Regions from separate parts of the Sus scrofa genome. Here region 2 is linked to region 1. A link is a contact called in public Hi-C data. All regions are on one chromosome and are shown on one strand. The core of a region is the stretch at or near the end of the contact, and the rest is flanking DNA. Distances in the headings are between cores, read along the strand shown.

Region 1 (6,198 bases), core at 2,759-5,258:
TTTTGGTGCTGGTTTAACGACTGTTTTAATAATTTTTTTCTGTGTTCCCAATTATCCACAACGTGAATATATTCCCTTTCATCCTAAATGACTTTTCCTGATCTAAAACTTGATACTCATTTAAAAACAATTAAAATAACATGGCTATGTTAAAGAAGAAAACAGAGATCACCTCCATTTCTTTGACTGATCACTTAAATTTAGTGAGCATTGTTCCTGATGTCTGCTTATGATGATCACACTGATGTTACAATTAGACATCACAAAGGATAAGCGAGTAAATGTTGTGCCTATGCTCTAGACTTATTTATAAGTGTATAATAAATTCCGAGGCATGCTATTTATTTTACAGAGAATTTAACAAGATTCATTCTTTCCAGAACCTCCACTGCATTCTCCTCCTGGGTGAAGGCTTTCGTTGGAAAAGAACTTATCTCACAGTAAGAAAGAAAAGAAAGCCCATTGGGACCATGTACTGACACAAATTTGGTATAGGACCTTACAAATAACCTCTTTGAAACTCAGTCTTTTTCTTCTGTAAAAATACCTCCCTCTTACTCTACTGTATAGTTTGGGGATAAAATCCTTTACAGGATAAACATATGTGATTATTTCTCAAACTTCTTCCTGCATTTTCTTCTAGCCCTTATATACGAAATAATTTTATTTCTTCAAACTATAGATTGAATAGAGAAAATAACTTTTTAACTTCTTAGTTTTTTTTTCTGTTTTAACCTTTAAATAATAGCTCCAGCCTGTTATGGTACAGCAGGTAATTTATTAAAACATCTCATTAGGAGAAGATAGGTCGTAATACGGATTCTGTGGTTTTTGTCTCAAGTTTGCAAAAGGAGACTAATCACATTGCTATATTGTGTACAGGAAACACCACAGACAGACTTAATTTGCTTTTTGTTTTTTCCTTTTAGAGCAACAAAGTGAAAAGCTACTAAGGAGCTAAAAAAAGTTGGTGTTTTAGAAGAAATATTCATCTTGGATAAAATTCGTGTACTAAAAAATCACAGCCATCACATTCTTCTTTGAAAGAGTCATTTTTTATTTAACATATGACAGGATGTTCATTTACCTTGACGTAAAATACACAGCTGATGCACAAGATAAGATAGAATTATACAAAAATATCAAACTTCTGACCTTAAATCAGTGTACAGGATGCACCATACATAGGACATTCAAAACACTCTTCAACTCAGCTATTTCTAAATATAACAACTTAGATCATTGTTACCCATAACAGATTTCTTTTTAAAAATGCGTTGAAATTTGGCACTTAATAAATTACTAGAATCAACACAGTTCATACTTCTTTGTTCTTGAGTGCAATCAAAGCATTTTCTTCTAGCGAGTTGGTCTGATAAAAGTCATAAAAATGCACATGCCCTTGTTATTCATTTTAATGAATTTATTCCGAGGTAAATAAAAAATAAGCAATGAATATACTTTGTTAGGCCATGCAGAAGTTTATTGGAGTGCGTATAATATATATTTCAGAGCAGTAGTTACTATAGACAATGTTTGCCTTTTTAATAAAATGGACACAATCCGGTAACTTTACATCCTTACAGTAGTAACACACAGTACACCATTCTCATTCCAGGTCACCGTTCCCTTAGGAGGAATGCAGAAGGTGGCTGTTGCATCCTGAATAAGGGCAGGGGTCTCTCTCAATTAAACACTCAGTATTGGGATATACTGTGTGAACTGGTCCTAGTATGAAGAAGATCTGAACCATTGCTGCTTCAAATGGTTGTTTTTACTTGAGCCAAAGTATGTTAAACACCAGGAAATTAGTCCTAGTTAATAGACAGGCAAGAATATATTTTTACTCTTATTTAATTAATAATTTACTTGTGTGAAGTACATGTGTTGGTACTGTGGCCAGAATGAAGTGGTCTACGGGAGCTTACAGTATTTAGAGGAGTAAGTGTACATACAAAAAAGATAAATTGCTTCATCTCCTCCCCCTGCCCCATTTTTTTTGTCTCTCAGGATCCAAGATGCCTCAGGGCCATGGCAGGAACACTGTCACCTGCCACTGGACCTATGATGCTAAGACCTCTCAGAAAGCCACAGTGCCTATGCTGTGTGCTGACTCCCTCCTACGTGGCTCCTCTGTAGCAGAAAGAAACAATGATGCCACTCATTTTTCCCCATTTAATCTTCTTTCCGGCTTTTAAAAAATAGGGGTGGGGACAGGAACTGTCAGCAGGGGACTGTTCAAGAAGACACCTGGCTTTCATTGTCATTGGGAAGATTTCTTTACAAAATTTTGCTCTTAAGCTTCATGCGTAGATTAAACTGCAATGAAACATTCAATTCGGAGTCTCAGTGTTGCTGAAATGCCCCTGAAATTCCAGACTTAGTCTTTTTCCATCATGATGTCACTTGAAACATGGTTAAGATCAAACATAGTCATAGTTATGCGTGTCACTGGCGTCGCCTAGATATTGCCATGATTTCCACAGTGTGTCAGATACGTAAAGGATTTCCAAGCCTCAACTCTCCAACAAAGAACATCTAGCCCTCAAGGCCCTTCGAGGCGCACCAGGCTTAGCATGGCCTTGCCAAGAGAACCCAAATTAAAACCAAACATTCCCCACCGTACAGCTGAGAAGAGAGGAAACCATCTGGGAAGCAGAAAGCAGAGAGATCCTGCAAATGGGCCCTGGGTCCTAGTGCCAGGTCCTCCAGGCCTTGAAATTCTCTAGCCTGGAAGTCTAGTATAAAGCTCTGAACTCATTAGCTCTGAGAGAAAGGCTTTCTTATACTTTCAAAGGGAGAAAAAAAAAAAAAAAATGCCGATCTCAAAGCAGGGAGTCCAACATTACAAGTGATAATTCATCCTTGTAAATTTTTTGGTATGGTAAAACTTCAGCCAGTGTTTATGTGTACGTCTGATGTGGGAGGGCTGATCCTGGGACACTGTGGATTCAGGAGCTCAGGCTTAAGAACTGGACCTCTTGGGCACCAGAGGTAGAGGATGATGGGGCTGGGGCGGAAGAGCCTACCTAGGCTCCTGTACTTTCTCTCAAGGTTGGTGGTTAAAGATCCTCACTTGGAATTTCCAAATTCAAGGTTACATTTTAATAGGAGGATAAAAAAATAGTGACTCATTCACCAGATGACAATGTTAGATTTGAACTCTTTTTTATTGTTTTACGTAAAATGTTGCATAACAGCGCTCCCATTCAGGAAGTGGCAGTATTTAGTCTTTTGTAAGGCACAACACAGTTCACCTTCAGTGGAGGTTTCTGAATTTCTGGGTAGGAGGTGTTTAGGGACAGAAGTCTGATTGGAAGGGTTGCCCAGTGGAATCACCTTGAAGTTGTATTTGCATTAAAATGCCTGCTGTTTACAGTTAGACTGTATACTTTAATTAAAAAATAGTACCACTTTGAGGATTTTACAGCTCTTCTTTTTGTTTTTTAGATTATTATTTCCAAGGGTGAGGATGGGATTAGGGATGCTGATGGAGCCCCACTGAGGGGCTAAATCCTGCCAGCCCCTCAACTGTCACAGGTACTGAGAGTATTTGCAAATTTCTTTAAGCTGCTCCATGTCTGAAATGCCTTTCTTTTTGTCTCCACTATATTATACCATATCAACCCTTTAGAGTGCCACAGAAGAACAGAGGACTGAAATCTGTGTCAGTGATCAAATCACAGAGCTGGTCCTCACAGCAAACAGAGCACATGATTTAAACAGATTTTTCTCTAGGGGCCTTCTTGGAAGTCTTCTTTGGAGGAGAAGACTAATGGAGGGAGACTCGAGAAGTGTTGAAAATCAGCAAAGGGTATGTAGGATACTGTTTTGCAAACCCTGATTTGCCAGAGGCCTCTTTATTCGAGCACATGACTGTCTCTGGCACATGAACCATGCTCGGAGCCCGGGTCTTCCCGAGTTTTCTCAGCGTTATGTGGAGCAAGACGGTTCCCACGGAGCAGGTTGCATATCTGACAGTGAGGATTTCCTGCGGGAAAGTGCACTGCATAGAAGCTGGCGGGCAGCCCTTGGCACAGTGCAAGCGGTGGCCCTTTGGGGCTGCCTGCAGAGAACACACCAGACCTTCTCTCGGCCTCTCCTCCCACTCGGCTTTCCGCAAGCACTGTGCAACCACCTTTCGCTCTGGAGCGAACACTTGTTTTCCAATTGAGCCTAGATACTGCTTTTATAGAAGGTAAAATGATAAATGATTATGCTTGAGTAAGCACCAAATTTTGTAAAAATATGTCCTCCCACAAGTTGTTTCAAGGACGCTTGTGACACAGAAAATATTCAGAGATTACATCACCCATGAATCGAGTGCTTGGAGAAAAATAATTGGACAAATTGGATCACTGAAGTTCAAACTGGATCCCAGAAATTACAATTTTTTTTACCAAGGATGACCTTTCACAGTCTGGCTCCAGGGCTCTGGATTCCCAGAGAAAGTGAAACAGCTTCTCTGTGGCTGCAGAGGTCTGATTTTTAGTGTGTCACCCTTGACATTGTTTTGCTTTCAACTCCTTCCTTTTCCTGCAGATTTATATCATTTTATTAATATTAAAGGAAGGCTATACTTTTAGAAATTGAATTGAAGAATTGGGAACTATGTAGAATTATGTCTTCTGGGCTTGAGATTAGCATTTTAAGAATATTTTTGTCTTCTTTCCTTTCTTTCTTCTTTCCTTTCTCTCCTTTTTCTCCCCCCTTCCACCCTTTCTCTTTTCCTTCCTCCTCCCTCCCTCCCTCCCTCCCTTCCTTCTCTTTCTTTATCATTGACATCTAATCTGTCTCAATAGTGCACTGAAGCCAGCTCATACTGGTTCATGAAAGCTAACAAATACATTTTCAGGAATTTTGCAAGCTGGTTAGGGCTATTGTTGGTAGCTTGAAAATGGCCATGGCAAACTATTCAGATCATGGAAATTGGCAAATGACACAACTCAGGGATTTATTTCCTCCTGGAGAGCCAGTTGTTAAATAATTTACCAATAATATACCATTGTAGGTTTGGTCTGAGAAGGAGATGCATACATAGTTCAGTTCACAGTGGAAGCAATGATTAATTTAAAAGACATCAAAGTTTCAAAAAGAAAGTGTTTTGCAATTTGATTTAACCAGTAAGCTCATAAATGTCTTACGTATCATTTTTCTGATTAAGTGTTTTAAAATCAAATGATAGAGTTTAGTATATTTCTTAATCATTGATGGTGTTTTAGAATATTTGTACAAAGCCAATTTGGGGCATCTGTTGAGTTAGTATCTTGGTCAAAGCCTCTACATTTATGACTTTTAGATAGTTGCATAACTGAATGCTACAGTTAAATATTAATGAAAGTGAAAACTATATACAGAGTGAACAAATTGAATTTTTTTGTGGTGTAGTTTTTGTGTGTTTATTTTATATAAACTCTGCCACTTGGCGTTGAGTTATTTTTTTCCTTCAATTTGTGTCCATGCATGTGTGCATGTGTATGTGTGTGTATGTGTGTTGATATACATACATATGCACAGATACACACATATGCACATAAACCTCAACAAATTACAATGTTAGGGAAATGGGATATCTGGCTCATTAAATAGTCTACTTAAAACCCAGGAATTATTTATGTTAAAAATTTTGCCAGGCTTATTATAAGCAGCAATTTCATTAGGATCAGATCAAATAGCTCTTCCTCTCTTTTCTAAAAAGTTTCAAATGCCATCTTTTCTATTTTTCCCCTTTGGGTTAACAACATATTAGTTGAAATGTGCAACACTCCTGGTTCAATGCATGCTTTGCCCAGCAGTCACAGAGTACAAGCATGAATTTTAAAATTTTTATCTGTTAGACTTATTTCTAAGAATGCGCCGAGCTTGGAGCAGAGCTGTGAGCATGTGCACTGGGGTTGTGCAACATGGTGACTCTGAATCAGAGAGACCTGAGTTTGGTTGAGCAGAAAAAGAACAGGTGGAAAGAATGATTTCTAAACCTGAAGGCAGATAGCAGGAATGAAGAAAATTCTAAAATTGGACATTTCTGAGCAATGACAGGCCAGCAAGAGGATATGACTCTCTGGAAAGATTTAGCCTTTCTTCTAGCTACTGATGACTTCAGCTCTCCCCAGGTGCATGCTTTTGACCACCAGGATCTTAGATGTAGATGTAGAGAGCCATGAGGTAGGCTGCCTTTGAGTCCATAGACAATTCCCT
Region 2 (6,198 bases), core at 1,992-4,491, 130 kb before region 1:
ACATGTATAACTCATAGTATGTTACACTGAACTAGTATATAGATATATACAGCAGTGACTCAGTTTATTAAATAGTCTGTATCAATTAAGGACCAGTTTCTCCTCCACTCTTTTTAAAAAAGTAATTATCCTTGGAATGAAACAGTGTTTGAACCCACACGGCTGTTATAAGAATTGGGCTCTAGCAGTGTAACTAGAAAGTACCATGCTGTTTTTGCTATAAACCCGTGATATTTTATGTCTAATTTTTTTTTAATCCCTTTGTTTTGTCAAATACAAATAAATCACGGAAGTGTACAGACAGGCCTACCTGGTCATGGAGGCCAGGCGCATGCATGAGCTGATTCCTGTTTCCCTCTGACTTCTCTTTGGAGTCAGATTCTTGGAGGATTGTCTATTTGTCTTATAAGAAACCCAGATTGTGGGTTTTTAAATTTAAAAGCGTCACTGCTAAGCTCCAGCCCAGTCTCCTCATTTCGTAATGAGGACACTGAAGTTTAGAGTCTGAGTGACTTGTCCAGAGCTTTCAGTATGTACTTTCTGACATAAAAGTCCCCACAGCCTTCGCCTGTGCCCTTTCCCCCCGACTCTCTCCTAGAGATCGTGTGGGCTCAGAAGTAGAGAAAAGAAGGTGCAACTAAGTGGTGTTCCTCGTGGTGGCCCATTTACATCACAAGGACTGGGGACACTTGTTAAAATATGGGTCACACGACCTCATTCCACCCCAACTAAACCTGACTCTCAGGATCTGGGGCCTGAGACTCTACACCTGGTGAGCAAACTCCAGGGGAAGGTCTTTCTTCTGGAAGTTTAAGGCCTCCAGAAACAGACAAGTAGAGCGGGTGCCTGTGCTAATTTGATGGCTTTTGATGTCTCCTTGTAGCGTCTTGAAAAATTCCTGAGATGTTTTACCTTGTTTATGCTGTCGGAAGTCTCAGCAATTAGAAGTTCACTTGGACTTATTTTTCTTACATATTTAGCAACAAATGAAAGTAGCTCTCTGAAGTTAAGGGGATTATACAGTAATTCAGGCAAGTGTGGAAGTTAAACAGATGGCATCCTTCTCACATCTGGAGAAGAGCAGCTGCCCTGGGAATGAAGGATTTAGACAAGGGGTTCCAGGAGGGTGGATAACTCTGCACTCCTGGAGAGGAAGGGGGGCAGCAGCCGAATGGGTGCATCAGGAGGTGGAAGAGAGATTCGGTGAAGGATTCCAAAGAAACTACTCATCTCTCAAAAATGCAGAAGGTCCTTGCCAGCCAGCCATTCAAGTCAGCCATTGTGTGTCCTGAAGGAAAAAGGAAATTTCTTCTTCCTTCCAGGCAGGGCCACTGGCAGCGGACAGGATCATGCCATAAATGTTGTTACAGACTAGAAACAAAAGTTTGTGCTTTGGCCTCTAAACGCCCCCCTTCCCCTTAAATGGAGATTTTTCTCTGCAGGAGCGCTCCTACCAGTCATTCTAGCACGTTAGGATAAGAATACCATGGAAGGAAAGGGGGCTCTGAAGAAGCAAGTGTGGGCTGACAACAGCACATTGTACCTAGTTTATAAACCAAATTATCACTGAAAATACCTTCTATGGCAATTTTGGATGAGCAGCAGAAATTCAAGACCAGTGGTTTTTTATTATTCCCCATCAGCACTAATATCCTAATTATATATTGATTCTACTTCACTTTCATTGTTTAAAAACAATCATTTTAAATGGTTCCCCACCACCACCCCTAAAATCTCAGAAAGGTTATAGTTTTCTTTAAGACTTCTCCTGTTTGGAAGCATTTTGTATTTCTGCTACAATGTACATTATAATGTAAACTCCGGACCAGCCAGCAGAAAGATCACTCCCCCCGAACCCGAATATAAAATAAGTCCTTGAGTCTTTAGACACCTACCCTCCCAACCCCCCCACGCACCCCCAATTTCTTTCCAAACTGACCTGCAGTTTTTTAAAAATAAAATATCAGGCTAGTTTACCTGTTACATTAAAAATTACACTGCGGTTTTTAAACAACCCATTCATGAGAACAGTAAACCCTGGCTGTGATGCTGCTACTTCCTCTGCAGTGGGAACTGCTGGGTGATTCAGCTGTTGAGTTCTGTGGTCTCATCAATTTCATCTGGATTTTTGGTCATTTTTTCATATTTTCTTTTGAAGAATCCGAGCTGTAAAAGGATGATGTAAAATTGTTACCACTTCTAGCTGATTTTGTTTTGGTCCAGCACCCCCTTGCTAGTGCTGCTTCTAAAGCATCCACTGGAAACTGGGGGGCTCTGGAGAAGCCAGTGTGCAAAGTGCTAACCTGGCATCAGCCCTTCAGCGAGGAGATGAATACCCAGAGTTGAAATGACTTGCACCAGGTAAATTTTTCAGGGTGCACTTATTTGCAGCTGAATAAAACCTTCCCGGATGAAAGGCAAGTTGGAAAAAAGGGATCCAGAACAAAGAGATAAAATCCTTTCTGATTGTTTTCAAGAACATGAGTGAGAACTTGCAAATAAATTTGACAATTCTTTTTTTCTTTTTGCCATTTTTTGGACCACTTCAGTGGCATATGGAGGTTCCCAGGCTAGGGGTCAAATCGGAGCTGTAGCCGCTGGCCTATGCCAGAGCCACAGCAACGCGGGACCCAGCTGTGTCTGCAATCTACACCGCAGCTCACGGCAACACTGGATCCTTAACCCACTGAGCAAGGCCAGGAATCAAACCCGCAACCTCATGGTTCCTAGTTGGATTCGTTAGACACTGCGTGCCAGGATGGGAACTCCTCTTTTTTTCTTATAATGGAGGAGGAAGTACCATATAAAACTTAAGAGTTGCTGTGTGATGGGGAAAGTCAAGGCCTATCTTTAGGACCTCTATTTTTAAATATGAAACATTTCTTACCTTCCATAAAACTGCAACCAAAGCTAATAGCAAAAGGATTCCAGCAATTACACTTCCTATTATAACTCCAGTTGGTACTTCAGCTTTCTCATGGGGTTTCATTATTGTAATGGGAATCTGCAAGTGTATATACAAAACAATTGTGTTATCTCAACACCTCATTTTCCTGAAATGTACTTTTTAAATATTTTTAGTACTCCCCTCCCCCCAGGCTAAATTTATAGCACTTTGATTTTTAAGTCCATGTTTCCTTTGGCTCCCTTTCTGACTTTCCACACCCCAGCCTCTGAAGGGAGGGTGTGGGCCTTCACTGATTCTCAGATCCTAAACCAGAAGCAGGAAAGCATCCTCTATGTGGAGTCATTTTAGCTGACACAGCGGTGCTGTGAGCTCCACTCAGTCATTGAACGAGGTCCAGAGTTCACAAGGCCATTGGCTTTTTAACCAAGTCCATAGGCTGCAGCAGTGGATTGATGCCAGCCACCAAGCCGGCCTTGGGGGCAGAGTCTTGAATTGGTTTCCAATTCCTAACAAAAGCATCAGGAGGGAAATGCTCAGGACTCTGCCAGGGGATTAGCTGAGCATGGAAATCCCACTCTATCTAAATATGGCGTATTCTAACCAGAGTTCCAGTGCAAAGGAAAGCTATCTTGTGCCAGCTCTTGGAACAGTGAGCCTTTGTTTTCTGTGAATGTATGTTTCTTTGCCAAACCTTTTTTTCTTTTTTTTTTCTTTTTTAATCAAGAGAAGCATTTATAGTTTTCTAGACTAAAGATCTAATGAATGGATGTTTCACAGTGTCAGTGTATAGTTGTAAGGAGTGCTACTGGAAGAAAAAAGCCTTCTAATACATGCCTTGTTTATTAAAGCATACTTCAGCACTTCTTTTTAAATACTCTAAAACACTATGTATGATTCAAATGAGCAGGACTTAGATTTCACGGCCTCGGATCGAGACTGCTTTGTGTAAGCATGAGCAGAAAAGGAGCAGCTGGTGGTGCAGGCCAGGCCCAGAGGAGGGAGAAGGGAGCCACAGCAAGATGGAGCCCCTTCTGTTGTGCCCTCCATCAGGTCATCACTTCTGATGCAGCTCTGCCAGTGTGTGGGCAAGGAGGAGGGCAAGGATACCACCGGGTATTTTTGCTTTTTGTTTTTGAGTAGAAAACACCCTGGACCAAAAGCTGACCTGATCAACACTAGACTTGTAGAATTTCAGTAAGAAACTTGTATATACATATGTGTGAGAACAATGAGCATTCTCACTTGTCAGAAGTGGAATGCCTGTTCTGGACTCCAGCACCCATAGGAAGGGATGTGATGCACTCACCATGACAGTGTTTTCTTCGATCACATATATCTGAGGGTTATAGGTGTCGATTTCTGCAGCTGCTGTCAGCTGTACTGTCTGGAAAGTCGACTGCAACATAAGAAAAATAATATATTTTATCCTAGCAGACATTAATGCATAAAACCAGCACGTTCATTATTTCCTTGTGGAAAGTGACAAGAACAAATACCAGCTCTGAAGACTCAAGCATCTTTTTGTGCTTAAATCACTGATGTGACGGACCACACCTGAAAAGTACCTGAGAAACTTAAAACTGTGTGGGTGACCAGGCCCTGCTACCGCAAATTAAACTGAGTCTCTGGGAGGTGGGGGGCTAGATATCAGCAGCTTAAGACCTCTCTCCAGGTGATTCTAACTTGAAAACAAGGGTTTAGAAATGAAGTTCTAAATTTTTAAAAAATTCTTTTATTAAAGTATAGTTGATTTACAGTGTTGTACCAGGAGTTCCTGTCATGGCACAGCAGAAACACAAATCTGACTAGGAACCATGAGGTTGTGGGTTTGATCCCTGCCCTTGCTCAGTGGGTTAAGGATCCAGCGTTGCCGTGAGCTGTGGTGTAGGTTGCAGCCGCAGCTCATCTGGTGTTACTGTGGCTGTGATATAGGCCAGCAGCTGGAACTCCGATTGGACCCCTAGCCTGGGAACCTCCATATGCCACAGGTGCGGCCCTAGAGAAGCAAAAAAGAAATCCCCAAAAACAAAAAAACCAATTTTTGCTGTACAGAAAAGTGACTTGGTCATATATATATATATACACATACATACATACACATATACACACACACCCCCATTTTTAATATTATTTTCCATCATGATCTATCCCAGGAGGTTGGATATAGTTCCCGGTGCTATACAGTAGGACCTTATTATTTATCCATTCTAAATGTAATAGTTCGTATCTACTAACCCCAAACTCCCAGTCCCTCCCCCATGGTACCCACAGTTCTGTTCTCCATGTCTGTGAATCTGTTTCTAGCTTATTCACAGCAACATGGATGCAACTGGAGGTTATAAGTCAGGCAGAGAAGGACAAATACCATAAGATACCACTTATATGTGGAATCTAAAATATGGCACAAATGAACCTATCTACAAAATAACGAAGTTTTTTTTTTTTTTGTCTTTTTGCTATTTCTTTGGAGCCGCTCCCACGGCATATGGAGGTTCCCAGGCTAGGGAACCTAGCTGTAGCAACCGGCCTACCAGAGCTGTAGCCACCGGCCTACGCCAGAGCCACAGCAACGCGTGATCCGAGCCGCGTCTGCAACGCCGGATCGTTAACCCACTGAGCAAGGGCAGGGATCCAACCCGCAACCTCATGGTTCCTAGTCGGATTCGTTAACCACTGTGCCACGACGGGAACTCCAAAATAACGAAGTTTTTAATTGGGAAAGATCATACTTTAGATTTTTAAAAACTTAGTGAAGTTTGTGACATGAGGGAAAATTGAAAGCCTGAATAAGTCACTATATGGAATGGAAAATTGGATTAAAAAGGAAGATTTTGGGGGTACACATGTGTAAAATACTGTTTAAGGACCATGCATGGGAGAAGAATCTGAAGAAGAATGGATGTGCATATATGTATAACTGAATCACTTTGTTGTACAGCAGAAATTATAATACTGTAAATCAACCATATTTCCAAAATTTAAGAAAAATTAAGGACCACGCATGTCAGTGCAGAGACCCTAACTCTTGTGTCAGCACTATATATAACGTAATAATTTCAGATTTCCTAATCTAAGCATATCTATTAAAAAAAACACTGGGATTTGGGGCAGGCATATAGGAAGGATATATATCTTACACTGATGTTATTAGTAACCTCCTACCATTAAATAATTTTATATGCATTCCTAAATTGTTACAAAAAATAATTATTTTCCATTGGATATATTATTGATGTGTATATTGTTTTCTCTATAATCAAATATTGAGACTGATGCTTATTTTGAAATAG

Evidence for each region. A called contact is a pair of places that touch in the nucleus more often than the background predicts.
Region 2: a Hi-C map of adipose tissue shows a contact between it and region 1, with 7 times the contacts expected there. The contact joins two enhancer-like sites. A contact is called at or near these places in 28 of 47 Hi-C or Micro-C datasets (adipocytes, adipose tissue, alveolar macrophages and 17 more) and 1 of 2 datasets of contacts at active chromatin or transcription factors (skeletal muscle).

The regions. Positions count from the first base shown.
Region 1 is chr16:32,304,756-32,310,953 of Sscrofa11.1, reverse strand. It overlaps ITGA1 (integrin alpha-1), which reads right to left. Exons shown (of 31, transcript XM_021076769.1): 31 at 1,037-6,198. Among named protein-coding and RNA genes, the nearest start is that of ITGA2, 28 kb to the left of the region's middle. Within about 2 kb of position 4,008, at least 13 of the 83 cell types and tissues checked have an H3K27ac peak or open chromatin away from gene starts, as enhancers often do. A contact at or near this core is called in adipose tissue, where this site is marked.
Region 2 is chr16:32,429,259-32,435,456 of Sscrofa11.1, reverse strand. It overlaps ITGA2 (integrin subunit alpha 2), which reads right to left. Exons shown (of 31, transcript NM_001244272.1): 29 at 4,215-4,304; 30 at 2,888-3,004; 31 at 1,634-2,166. The coding sequence ends at 2,086. It also overlaps a transcript of MOCS2 not described here. Among named protein-coding and RNA genes, the nearest start is that of MOCS2, 30 kb to the left of the region's middle. Within about 2 kb of position 3,241, at least 16 of the 83 cell types and tissues checked have an H3K27ac peak or open chromatin away from gene starts, as enhancers often do. A contact at or near this core is called in adipose tissue, where this site is marked.